2 separate regions of the Urocitellus parryii genome follow, and region 2 is linked to region 1. Evidence: chromatin contacts called from public Hi-C data. All regions are on one chromosome and are shown on one strand. Each heading gives the region's core, a stretch centred on a gene start, on an enhancer-like site or on the middle of the called end of the contact. The rest is flanking DNA. Distances are from core to core; before and after follow the strand shown.

Region 1 (5,930 bases), core at 1,082-3,581:
GTGTTTTCTTTTTTTAAGAGAGAGAGAGAGAGAGAGAGAGAGAAAGAGAGAGAGAGAGAGAGAATTTTTTTAATATTTATTTTTTAGTTCTTGGCGGACACAACATCTTTGTTTGTATGTGGTGCTGAGGATCGAACCCGGGCGGCACACATGCCAGGTGAGAGCACTACTGCTTGAGCCACATCCCCAGCCCTGGGGTTTGTGTTTTCAAAGAATAGTATGACCTCACACACACACAGAGTGGATGCGGACAAGCCCCGTGATGCCAACTGTAACATACAGACTCCCCTAGAAAAGCCCGAAAGGGTCCAGAGAACAGATTAGTCCAGAGCTCTAGAATAAAACCTTCAGCAAGTGGTAAGGCCTTCTCTGGAAGCCTCTTGTCTGAGCTACCTTCTCCAGGAGCTGACCAGGAGTCTTCCTCTTAGTGCATCTGTACCTGACTGCCTATTTTCCTTGGCTGCCTCTGGTTATCCTACCCCCATACCAGCTTTCCCATCTCCTTCCCTTCCCTCCTGGCCTCCTTTCTCCCTGGCAGTGTTCTCCTTCCACCCTCTCCCCAGGTGCTCATCACCAGCCAACAGCACTGCGGAATGGAAGCTGACTGGGCAGAGGTTTCCTGGGGAGGCTGTTTAATTCAAGGATATATGTCCAGTGCCTGGAAACGCTTTTGGCAGGCAGTAGATGTTCAATAAATATTTGTTGATGAATAAGTAAATCAGGTGTGGGGTACTGTGATGGACTTTCTTCCCCATTCCCCACTCTACCCCCGTCATCTTGTCCCTTTTCTCAGAATGACCATCAGCCAAACAGAAGAATGGAAAGCGATGAAGAGACTATAAGGGGCTTGCCAGGACATAGTCCAGAGGGGACTTTACAGTCATCATTGCAGTTAACTCTTTGATATCCACCCAGCAGTTTTTCCTTTTGCACTCTAGCTCCAGCTCTTGTCTTCCCAGTCAGGTTTGGAATAGTTCTTTTCTCTGCAGCAAACTCAAGGCCACCTAAACTCTAAAATGCAGACATCAGGTCTGAGGAGGGGAGGGACTAGGTATCAAAGGATGTCAGCAAATGTCTTTTTCTGACTACAGAAGGATTGTAACCGCCTCCCCTGCGTATCAGAACAGATCATCAAAATCCCCATCCTTTTGGTTTTTAATCTCATTAATGATGTGACTTTTGCTTATGAAAATCCCATACATTTGTTCTGGGCTTCTAATCTTTCCTGAGAACACACACAAGCCCTTGTTTTGTTCTTCCTGGTATTCTAGGTCCTGCCTCATCTGGAAATTGGATGGTGCACAGTTGTTCAGGGCAGGTGTAGCCATCCGTTTCCATTTCTGCTCTAAAATCCTCTGCATATCACCCAGATAGACATGGAGGCTGGCTGAAGCTGTGAAGGAGAGTTTAAAGATGTAGAAGAGGTTCTGGGCTTAAAAACAAATAAAAACAAATTAATCTGGAAATTGCTTTTGGGACAGGGCCAGCAAAGTCCAGTTGGTGCCTAATATTTGGGGTATGACAGCTTCTCAATCACTTAACAAACAGGTTCTGAAAGGCAGGCACTGTTGGTGCTATCAAGATGAAAAAGCACAGTGTGGCCTGGAGGAGCTCAGGTCAGGGAGGGGCAAGGAGACAGAACCACAGGACAAGCCAAACTACAAGAAGTGAAACAATCATAGGATCAGGACACTTTCTATGTGCTCTCTAGGGAACTGTAAACCATTTAACCTAAAGATGGGTCAGGGCCACCACCTCACACTCATACAACATATTTCTTCATGGGCAATACCAGGGTTACAATTTCCCTCCTCTCAGACCAGACGCTGCTTCTTTGCCCAAGCTGCTCTGTCCCCCATTCCATGGCAGAGGCTGTGGTGACTGGGACAGTGGCCACAAGCATCAAGACTACAGGCCTACAAAGCACAGGATAGGGGCACGGTGGTCAGGAGGCCCCAAATACGGTGTTTGGAGCAGTCTCTTCCTCAAGACACCGTATCTTCACTCTCATCCGTCTTCAGTTAGCCGCAGTGAAACGGCATCATTGCAACCAGCATTGCGCGGAGGGGGGCGACAGGCTCTGCAATAAGAGGTGGGCAGAGGTTAGAGGTTAGGGGGTGGAGGGCGCTTGGGTGTCACCCGGGCTGCAGTGGGAGGAGCTGCTAGCTCGGGGGAGGCGGGGAGCGGGCCCGGGCGGCGGAGGGAGGGGATGGTGGCGGAGGCGCGCAGGGGCGGCGCGCAAGGCTGGGCACTGGCGGCGAGGGGGTTACGCGCCTCGGCTGGGCTCCGCCGCGCGGAGGAAGGCTGAGCTCGCCGCCGGGGCCCTGCAGCTAGCCGGGTCCGCCCTGCGCCCCGCCCCGCCCACCCCTCCCGGCGGAGGGCGCGCCCAGGCCAGGCGGGACCCGGAGGAAAAGGCGCCACTGAAGCGCGGAGTCCGCTGTCATCGCCGGAGGGAGACGCAGAGCCCCCTGAGTCCTGGTCTACCGGTGCCCAGGCGCCCCCTTCCCGAGGCCACCTAGCGCCCGCCCCCTGCCGCGAGCCAAGGCCAGCGCCCCGCCCGGAGATGGGCAGACGTGTAGATGGCGCGGCTCCCGGCGCCGCCAGATCGCAGGAGCCCGGCGCCGGGGCGCTGCGCTGAGGCTCCCGCTCGGCGCGGCCCCAGAAGCCTGCAGGTGTCCTTGGCCTCTCGGCCGCCGCCGGGGAGACTCCTTCGCCAGCACCTAGAACCCGGCTACCCGGAGCGGCCCCGCCCCCCAGGCTTGGCGCCGCGCAGGACGCCCCGTCTGAGGCCCCCCCGCCGCGGCGCGGCCCCCGCAGCGCGGCGCCCAGCCCAGCGCAGCTCCCAGCCGTGGATGCAGGACCCGAGGCTCGCTCCTGCGGGCGCGCTTGTTTTCTTACAGTCGCCTCGCCCTGCGCAGCCCCCACCCGCTGGTCCGCTCCGCTGCGCTCAGCCCCTCCCGCCATCCTTGCCCAGCGCTGAATTTATGAATGGGGGGAAGAGGCCACATGCCGCCGCCGCCGCCTCGTGTTGACCTCGCGCAGCCCGGGCCCGCCGAGCTCCGGCTGCCCTGAAATCGTCGGCCCGGCCCCGGCAGCAGCTCGGAGGACTTGTTGCTGCTGCGCTGCCGCCGCCGCCGCCGCGGAGAAACCGGCCGCTCCCGGGCTCCGCGCGGTCTGGGAGCCGGAGGGTGGCCCTTGTGAGTGTGAGCGCGCGCGTGCCCTGGACCCTCGCAGTGTGCCGGGACTGAGCACTTCTTGGTCTTTGGTCGGGTGAGGGGGGGGCGTGTCCCCGGCCCGGAGCGGGAGTCTGTGTGTCCCGTCCTCGCCTGCTTGCCGCTACCTCCCCGGGCCCCTTGCTGAGTCCTCTCTGCACCTCCTGCCTCCCGCCCCAGCGTAGCCTACCCAAACCCCAACCACCTGTGCGCCCGAGAAACCCAACTCCTCCCGCTACGCGCCCCGGGGGGGAAGGCAGGGGCAGGGCCAAGCCGCAGAGGGGGCCGCCGCCGCCTCCTGCCTCCTCCTCGTCTCCTCCCCCTCCCCCGTCTGACGCTGCCTCCTCGGGAAGGGTGTTTGGAGGGCAGCGGCCGCCCCAAGCCGGAGCCCCGCAGCGCTTCTTATGATCAGCTCGGTGTGTGTCTCCTCCTACCGCGGGCGCAAGTCGGGGAACAAGCCTCCGTCCAAAACATGTCTGAAGGAGGAGATGGCCAAGGGCGAGGCGTCGGAGAAGATCATCATCAACGTGGGCGGCACGCGACATGAGACCTACCGCAGCACCCTGCGCACTCTGCCGGGCACCCGCCTCGCCTGGCTGGCTGATCCCGACGGCGGGGGCCGGCCGGAGTCGGATGGCGGCGGTGCGGGCAGCAGCGGCAGCAGCGGCGGCGGAGGATGTGAATTCTTCTTCGATCGGCACCCGGGCGTTTTCGCCTACGTGCTCAACTACTACCGCACTGGCAAGCTGCACTGCCCCGCCGACGTGTGCGGGCCGCTCTTTGAGGAGGAGCTCACCTTTTGGGGCATCGACGAGACCGACGTGGAGCCCTGCTGCTGGATGACCTACCGCCAGCATCGCGACGCTGAGGAGGCGCTGGACATCTTCGAAAGCCCAGACGGGGGTGGCGGTGGAGCGGGGCCCAGCGACGAGGTCGGCGATGATGAGCGGGAGCTAGCCCTGCAGCGCCTGGGGCCGCACGAGGGAGGCGGAGGTCCTGGCGCCGGTTCCGGGGGCTGCCGCGGCTGGCAACCACGCATGTGGGCACTCTTTGAGGATCCCTACTCCTCCCGGGCGGCCAGGGTAAGTGTCAGGAGTCCCGGTCTCCCCTTCTCGTGTCTGCAAGGGGCGCGTGGTGGTGGTGGTGGGTAGGGGCAGAGCAGAGCCCAACAGGACTAGCTTACCACCCAGTCTGTTCTCACCTCCCTCCCAACTCCCTCCAGGGCCCTCTGGGGAATTACACACTCCCACCCTCTCTCCTGCACGCTCCATCAGGAGATTGCACACACTTGACTTACTACTTGGACCCAATCCCAGCTGCCTTGCTTTGCTGCATCCCCCCAGGGAGTGGGGTGCCCACAGCTCTTCATCCCTTCTTTGGTTTGCACAGGCCACCCCATCTTCAGCTGCCCTCCACTCCTCCACAGGGCCATAGCCCTGGAGAACTAGAATTGCCTTCTTCTGGGGTGAGGCAGGACTAAGAGAAGAAAACTGGGATTTTCTTTTCTTTTTTTCGTTTTTGTTAGATGCTTCCTTTCCATGTCACCCCACTTAAATCCTGCCAATATCTCTGTGAGTTGGCAGCTATGCATTTTAGAGAGAGGGACAGAGCCTCCGGCGTGCTGAGCTTAGGAGAGGCAGAGATGAGACCAGAACCCAGGCCTCCAGTTCAGGTGAGGAGGGGCCTTGGTTCTTTGGGAACAGGCTGTGCCCCAAGACTTTCTATATACCTGAGCTGGCCTGGCCTCAGCTGGGATAAGGGGAGTTAGACCGGAAGGGCTTGCTATTCTAGGCTCCTCAGGCTCCCACTGCCAAAGGCCAGCCACAGGCTTCCTGGTGATGATGCCAGATTTGTTGCCACTACTTTTCTTACTGCTGCTGCATAAAGTGGCTTCCCAGAAAGCCCTGGTTCAGGTTACTGTTCCAAATGGGAGTGTGAGGGGGAGGGGAGTACAGGTTTATTTAGGCAAGGTCTAGTCCCTCTTCACCACTTTCCCTAAATTAATCTGGTTTTCCTTAACCCTTATTATAGGTGGGAGAGGATGATCAGGGAGACACTCACCCTGTTATGCTTGGGCAGCTAAAACCCCAAAGGATGGCTTTAGAATCATTAAAAAAGAAAATTGTCCAGCCAATGTCTTATCTCAAGGCCACAGTCTAAAGCCTGGCTGGGGTCTGTTTGGGAGATAGGAAAGAGCAAAGTGATATGATGGGTCTGGGGACTGCTTGCTGTGAAAGCTGGTTGGTATCTCTGGCATACCAAGTTGTTATGCTAATGAGTCTCAGGGCCCTGTCCGCCCCCCACCCCAAGCATTGTCTGGACTGCATCTCATCCTAATCATGGAAGGAAAAGTTCCACTTCCCCACCCAGGGGAGGACAGAGGGTTGGGGAATGGGGCTGCAGGGAGGGGCTAAATTGGCATAAATGCCAGACCAAGGCAGATGCGTCCCCTGTCTGGAATAGAAGGGAGGAGCAGAGGTCTCAGGGGCTATGGCATGCTGGACTGGGGCTGCAAGCAGCCACTAGAAGTCAGGAATCTTTTTCAGCTCTCTTCCCACCACAGCTGCCTTGGTGTCTTGTCCTGAAGCCCTGAAGCCAGCTCGGAAGATGTGGGCACAGTAATGCCCCTGGCTTGGGTCTGCTGTGAGTTCCAAGGGCATCACATGCAGTTCACTGACCCTGCTAGTGTTGGCTCTTGGCTGTCTGCACCAGGGGAGA
Region 2 (5,803 bases), core at 2,373-4,872, 210 kb after region 1:
ATATTTGGAGCTATTTGCAGCAATAGCAACATGATACTAACACCTGTATTTTTCTTGGTGAGGAAGTCGATATTACTGCTAATCATTCTGTGACTTCTAGCCTACAGTTAAAATAAAGAAAACATTAAAATTCAGTTAGGAGTTGGTGATGATAAGTGTGCCATTTTCCTCTCCAAACAAGTTCATGGATCTCCTGAATCCATGAACTTGTTGGGGGAGTTTACTGAGGCCCCAGTAAAGAACCCCTGGTCTGAATGCTTGGGTTTCTTTTGTTTTATTATTATTATGATTATTATTATTTTCTGAAATGAGTCACAGCAAACTCTCATGTAATAGTTAGCAAGAAACCAATAATAAAGACATTTTACCCAGCACGGTGATGCACACCTGTAATCCCAGCAGCTTGGGAGGCTGAGGCAGGAGGATTGCGAGTTCAAAGCCAGCCTCAGCAACTTAGCGAGGCACTTAGCAACTCAGCGAGACCTTGTCTCTAAATAAAATATAAAATAGGGCTGGGGATGTGGCTCAGGGGTTGAGCACCACTGGGTTCAATCTCAGTACCAAAAAAAAAAAAGAGGGAGCACATGTTAACACACGGGATTAACCATCAACCCAAGATACCTCACACTGAGGATGGAGCAGCCAGGCAACTGGAAAGGGACTTCCTTTGTAGTTCACAGAACAATGACCTCAAGAGACTCTCAGGGGACTCCATCAGGGCTCAGGGCTGACTTGGGTGTGGACCAGGGCCCTATGAGAGTAGCCCTTGCTACACACACACACACACACACACACACACACACACACACACTACCCTGGAAAATGGCAACTGAAAATGGAGGAACTGGGGCCTAGCCCAAGGTATAAGAAGTGGACCCCCATGTAGCTTTTTCAAAGAAATACTAAACCATAGGTTTGTTCGTTGCCCACCTGCCTGCATTCTCTCTGCAGTTGTGTAGGGATCTGGGAGAGGCTTTCTGACACATCTCCACTCTCTTCCTACCTTCATAAGGGCACCAAATACATTTTTAGCACTTCTCACCGTTGTCCCCACAGCCCCCACTCTCTCCCCTTCTCAATTCACTTCACCACTGAATTCCTGCCTTTGCCTCCTTGGGCTCCTGCCTGCTTAGGCCCTCAGCCTCCTTTCCTGCACGATTTCCATCAAAAAGTAACCCAGATCTTATCAAGTGGACTGTTGAACCCACCTGCACACAGGAACAGGAGACCTCTAAGCTGTAGAGAGAAATTAGACCCAGTACCCACGGGGCTCCAGGTCTGGAAGTGTGGAAGTCTCTCGATGAACCCTTGGTTGAGCTACTGCATGAAGAACCAGTGATTCTGAAAAGCTCCCCAGAGTCTCTTCTGGGATTTCCACCAGGTCACCAGCTCTCCCTCACCCTACTGGCTTTTCTCAAGCACTGGCATTCAAGAGAAAGAAAAAAAGTTGTCAATCCATGTTATTGTTTTATTTGGCAACAGTGTTGCTTGCTACAACTTCTTCTTTTCTCCTTCTCCTCCTTCCTTTTTTTTTTTTTTTTTTTTTTGGTATCAGAGATTGAACCCAGGGACTCTTAACCACTGAGCCACATCCCCAGCCCTTTTTGTATTTTTATTTAAAGTCAGGGTATTGCTGAGTTGCTTAGGGCCTTGCAAAGTTACTGAGGTTGGCTTTGAACTCATGATCTTCCTTGCTTCAGCCTCCCAAATCCCTGGGATTACAGGAGTGCACCACCACACCAGGCTTCTTGCTACAACTTCTTCACTGCAATTGTGAATACACAAAATTAGTTTTGTGTATTGTGGGGAAGGGCTGGGGAGGGAGGTCTGAGAAGCAGAGGTATTCAGGAAATAAGGGCTCAGAGGGTTGGCAATATTCTCAAGGCCATGAAGCCAGTGAGCAGTTGGTCAGAAGTCAAGGTGTCTGCTGGTGGGGGTCTGTCTTCCAAGCCACTTGGCCCAGAACCACTGGGCTCTTTCTCTCTGCACTCATCAATGCCTGTCAATATTTATGTGTAGGAACCCTATTTTCATCAGACACTCCAGGAAAACATAAAGGGCTTTGTGGATGAATCTGTTTGGGAAAAACTATGTCTTTTCCACTTGCTGCTTTCTATACAAACACATGTGAAAGGTCCTGAAAAGTATGCAGAAAAATGCCAGTAAAGTTTGCATAACCCAGTGTTTCCCAAGTCTTCGTTATTTGTTTATATGACATCTACGGGTGGAATATCTGTTATCTGAAATGTATGGTACCAGAGTGTTTCAGGTTTTGCATTTTTCACATTCTAGAACATTTGCATATACATTATGAGATACTTTGGAGATGGGCCCCAAGCCTAGACACAAAATTCATTTTATGTTTCATATATACCTTATACATGTAGGCTGAAGGTGATTTTATATGACATTTTAAGTAATGTTGTGCATGTCACGGTTTCGTGGTATGAAATTTTCCACATTTGGCATCGTGTCAAAAAGGTTTGCATTTTGGAGCATTTCAGATGTCAGATTTTTGGAATAGAGATGGTCAGCCTGTATTAACATATGGCAAAATATATCTGGGAACAATACCAGCTTTTATTGTTATCTAGATGAACTGAATTGTCTGGGAAAGGATCAGGGAACTTTCTCTGGGTTGTCTGGAATAGTGAAGGCTGGAACTAGGATCATTTCCTGCAGCAAGAAGGGCTATGCCCAAAGTCACCTTTTTATTAGGCTGGCATCTGTGCCCACTGTGTTTGTTTGCCCACAGAGAAGGCCAATGTCATGCTCACCCCATGCAGCAGGAAGGACAGCATTGTAGTTCCTCATACCTTTGAGCTAAAGTTCAGCCCAAGTTTGCAGGATGCTGAGAGCATGGGACCTGCGGGGTTGCCGATTATCTGCCTTTGGCTCCTGTACCACGGTGTTTGCTGGTGTTCATCCTGAACCCAGGAGAAAGCAGACAGTTAGGTGTCCCACCTGGGAGTGCAACCCCACAAATCTGGACTTGTTTTCTCACTGTCTAATGTCTATTGAAATTTTTACCTTTCGAGGACCAGGGACAGCACCTTCCCCACTTGTAACTTTTTTAGCTACCTCCGTGTTGATCCCCTGGTAAATGCCCAGATAATTCTTGTTGGGCTGAGTGGGAGGGGAATCAATAACCCTCCGTGTTTCACGGTTTGGGGCAGGAAAGGATAAATGGTGATGTTGCAAATCCCTTTATTCATTACCAAAGCCTCTTTCTGCCCCAAGCAGCATAGAAGGACGCCCAGAGGCAGAAAAGAATATCAAGAGCAATGGCACACAGCTTTCTGAAGCTCTGCATTCCTGGAAGAGTTAGAGCGACTGTCAAAGCCCTCGACGTATCCATTTTTATTAGTTTTTTTGTGGTGATTTGATGTTGTTAGGGATTCAGCTCTCATCTTCGCCTCTGAGATCATCTGAATAACGCCGGGAATAGGGAAGGCAAGAACAGAGATGAGGCATCCACAGGCAGCCCTGGACCCGACCATATAAATCTAGGAGGAGGGTGGGGCAGGAGAGCCTGGGCTTCCCAGTTTGCTGGGCACGAGGCTGAGCCGGGGAAGCAGGAAGCCTTGGAGAAGACCGAGTTTTGCCTTCACTCCAGGTGGCAATGACAGGTGCCATGAAAGTGTCAATCATGCTCCTCCTAGTAACTGTGTCCGACTGTGCCGTGATCACTGGGGTAAGTCTCCAGCGTTCTCTCTGCCTGGGTTCCAGGACAGTGGTAGGGTCTGCAGGGGATGTAAGCCCAGGAACCACACAGGTGGGGCTCCGCCATCCAATACACCGCAAATCAAAGGGACCCCAGAGAGGGATGGTTTGTGATTAGTTGGACCTCACTCTGATAAACAGGGTTGGCTTTTAAGAAGCGGTGTTTAAATAAGATCTTTGTTTTAAATGCATTCGGAGACAATTGAGAATTTTTGAAGTTTTTAGTCTCTGGGAAAAATGAAGATTCCTGTTGTGTCATTGGGAATTCTTTTATAAAGTGGATTTCATCCCTTAATTTACCTTTTGTTTAAGTTTTGGTTTTCATAGACAGTCTGGTCCGCGTGTCAGTTTTGACGTAGCAGTATGTTGGCTTAATTAAGGGCAGTAATAGCTCATTGGCTGCAATGACATCAGTATCACCCCTGCGGCCTCCACTCGTAAGAAAGAATGTTTTGAAATACCTTTTGCTCTGTGCCCAGTTAGTTCGGAGAGGAATACTGGCGACACCAACATTTGGCTAAAAAATGCCCCCAACAGAGGCCAGTAGAGAAGCACTAGGGAGAGATACCAGTTCAACTGGCCTCTAGAAATGCAGACTGACAGCACAGGCTCAGCCCACGGGTGCTGCACACGTCAGTGCTCACGACTCTGTGGGGGTGATGTCCCCTCTGAAGGCTGTCTTTCACTTTGCCCCACTCTGGCATGGTTGCCGGCGGTGTTAGGCAGCTGGACTATTCTTACTAAAAGAAAGTAACACTGCACCTGTCTTGTCAAAGTCATGAGAAGAAAAGGGGAAATGAACTTTTATTTCAACCACTTCCACTGTTTTTTGTGGAGTAATGTCAAACCATGTCTGGAATTGGGTTTGTTTTCATGTTTGTAGAGAGGATAATTCCATTCTCCTTTCTAAAGGAAAAAGACTGGTTGGTTCAAAAGAGGCACATATATGAAGGGTCAGCCATTGCTTTGGAGACCCAAAGCAGGCACAGAACGAGCATAAAGCATTGAATCTTGGTGGGGGTGGGCTGAAGGGAGAAGCCGGGAGGCCCAGCAGTCCTGCGGTCAGGATGGGAGCACCAGGTGGGCCCCGAAACCATGTCAACCTCACTTGGCCAAGTTCTGCCCTCTCCACATTCCTCTGTTACCTGGATGGCAAATGTCCCCAAGTTCAAGGCTGCATGGTCCCGCTGCCAGAGTGGGACAGCAATGCCCATCCCTGCAGGATAAGAGCCAAGTGGGGGTCTCCTTCCTCCGACTCTCAGCTTTCAGAGCATGGCTAGGTAGGAGGGGTGCCCTTGCTGGGCTGGAGACTGGCAGCCAGGTGACTGCTCCCCGTGCCTCCTCTGGGTGGAGGGAGTTGGCAACCTCTTTTCCTCCTGGGGCTGAGAAAGTGGGGAACTTCCAGTTCGGGTTGCAGTCCCCATGTGCAGCCTGAGCCCTCCCCAGCCTCTACTGGAAAAGAGCAAATCAAGACACAGCTTCAAATTTCAGTTCATCGCAAGCACTCAGCTTCTGTGAAGTGGCCAGTTCTGATCTCTACCCGAGTGTGGAGCTGTTTTGGTTTCCCAGATCCTAGCTTATGGGTAAAGTGGGTTTTGTGGCCTTCTTTACAAATGTTACCTTCTGGACATACAGAAGGGACATACAGTCTATTCTGGGAGCCGAGCCCTGTGGGGTCCATCCCAGAGGCCCGTAGAGAAACACTAGGGAGAGATACCAGTTCAATTGGCTTCTAGGGCGAGGGGTACCAACATGTGGAACAGGCATCAAGTAAGGGTGCTGGGTCTGGGCTGGAGAATCTTGGCTGAAAGCAGCTTAGCCCTGACCACCCAGGGGCTTGGGCCATCAGGGACCCTCCCAGCTTGGAGAATCCTAAATCACTCAGTCCTACCAGCATCTGCTGAGCATCTACTGGCTCTAGGAGAGTTATCCCTCCTGACCCACTGGACTTTTCAAAGAGGTCTGCCTCCCCACTGAGAGGTCTCCAAGGAGCTAGGACAGTCCCTCAAACCCAGATCCTGATGGACATGAAGCATCCTGCCCATGAAGGGAGCAGCGGCAATAACCCCAGTCCAAGGCA

Evidence for each region. Hi-C and Micro-C count contacts between places; a contact is called where the count stands out from the background.
Region 2: a contact with region 1 is called in a Hi-C map of muscle, with 4 times the contacts expected there. The contact joins the promoter of Prok1 here to the promoter of Kcnc4 in region 1. A contact is called at or near these places in 2 of 2 Hi-C or Micro-C datasets (liver and muscle).

Annotation. Positions count from the first base shown.
Region 1 is chr11:103,014,070-103,019,999 of mUroPar1.hap1, forward strand. It overlaps Kcnc4 (potassium voltage-gated channel subfamily C member 4), which reads left to right and starts at 2,332. Exons shown (of 4, transcript XM_026402809.2): 1 at 2,332-4,294. The coding sequence starts at 3,617.
Region 2 is chr11:103,222,896-103,228,698 of mUroPar1.hap1, forward strand. It overlaps Prok1 (prokineticin 1), which reads left to right and starts at 3,623. Exons shown (of 3, transcript XM_026402856.1): 1 at 3,623-3,694. The coding sequence starts at 3,623.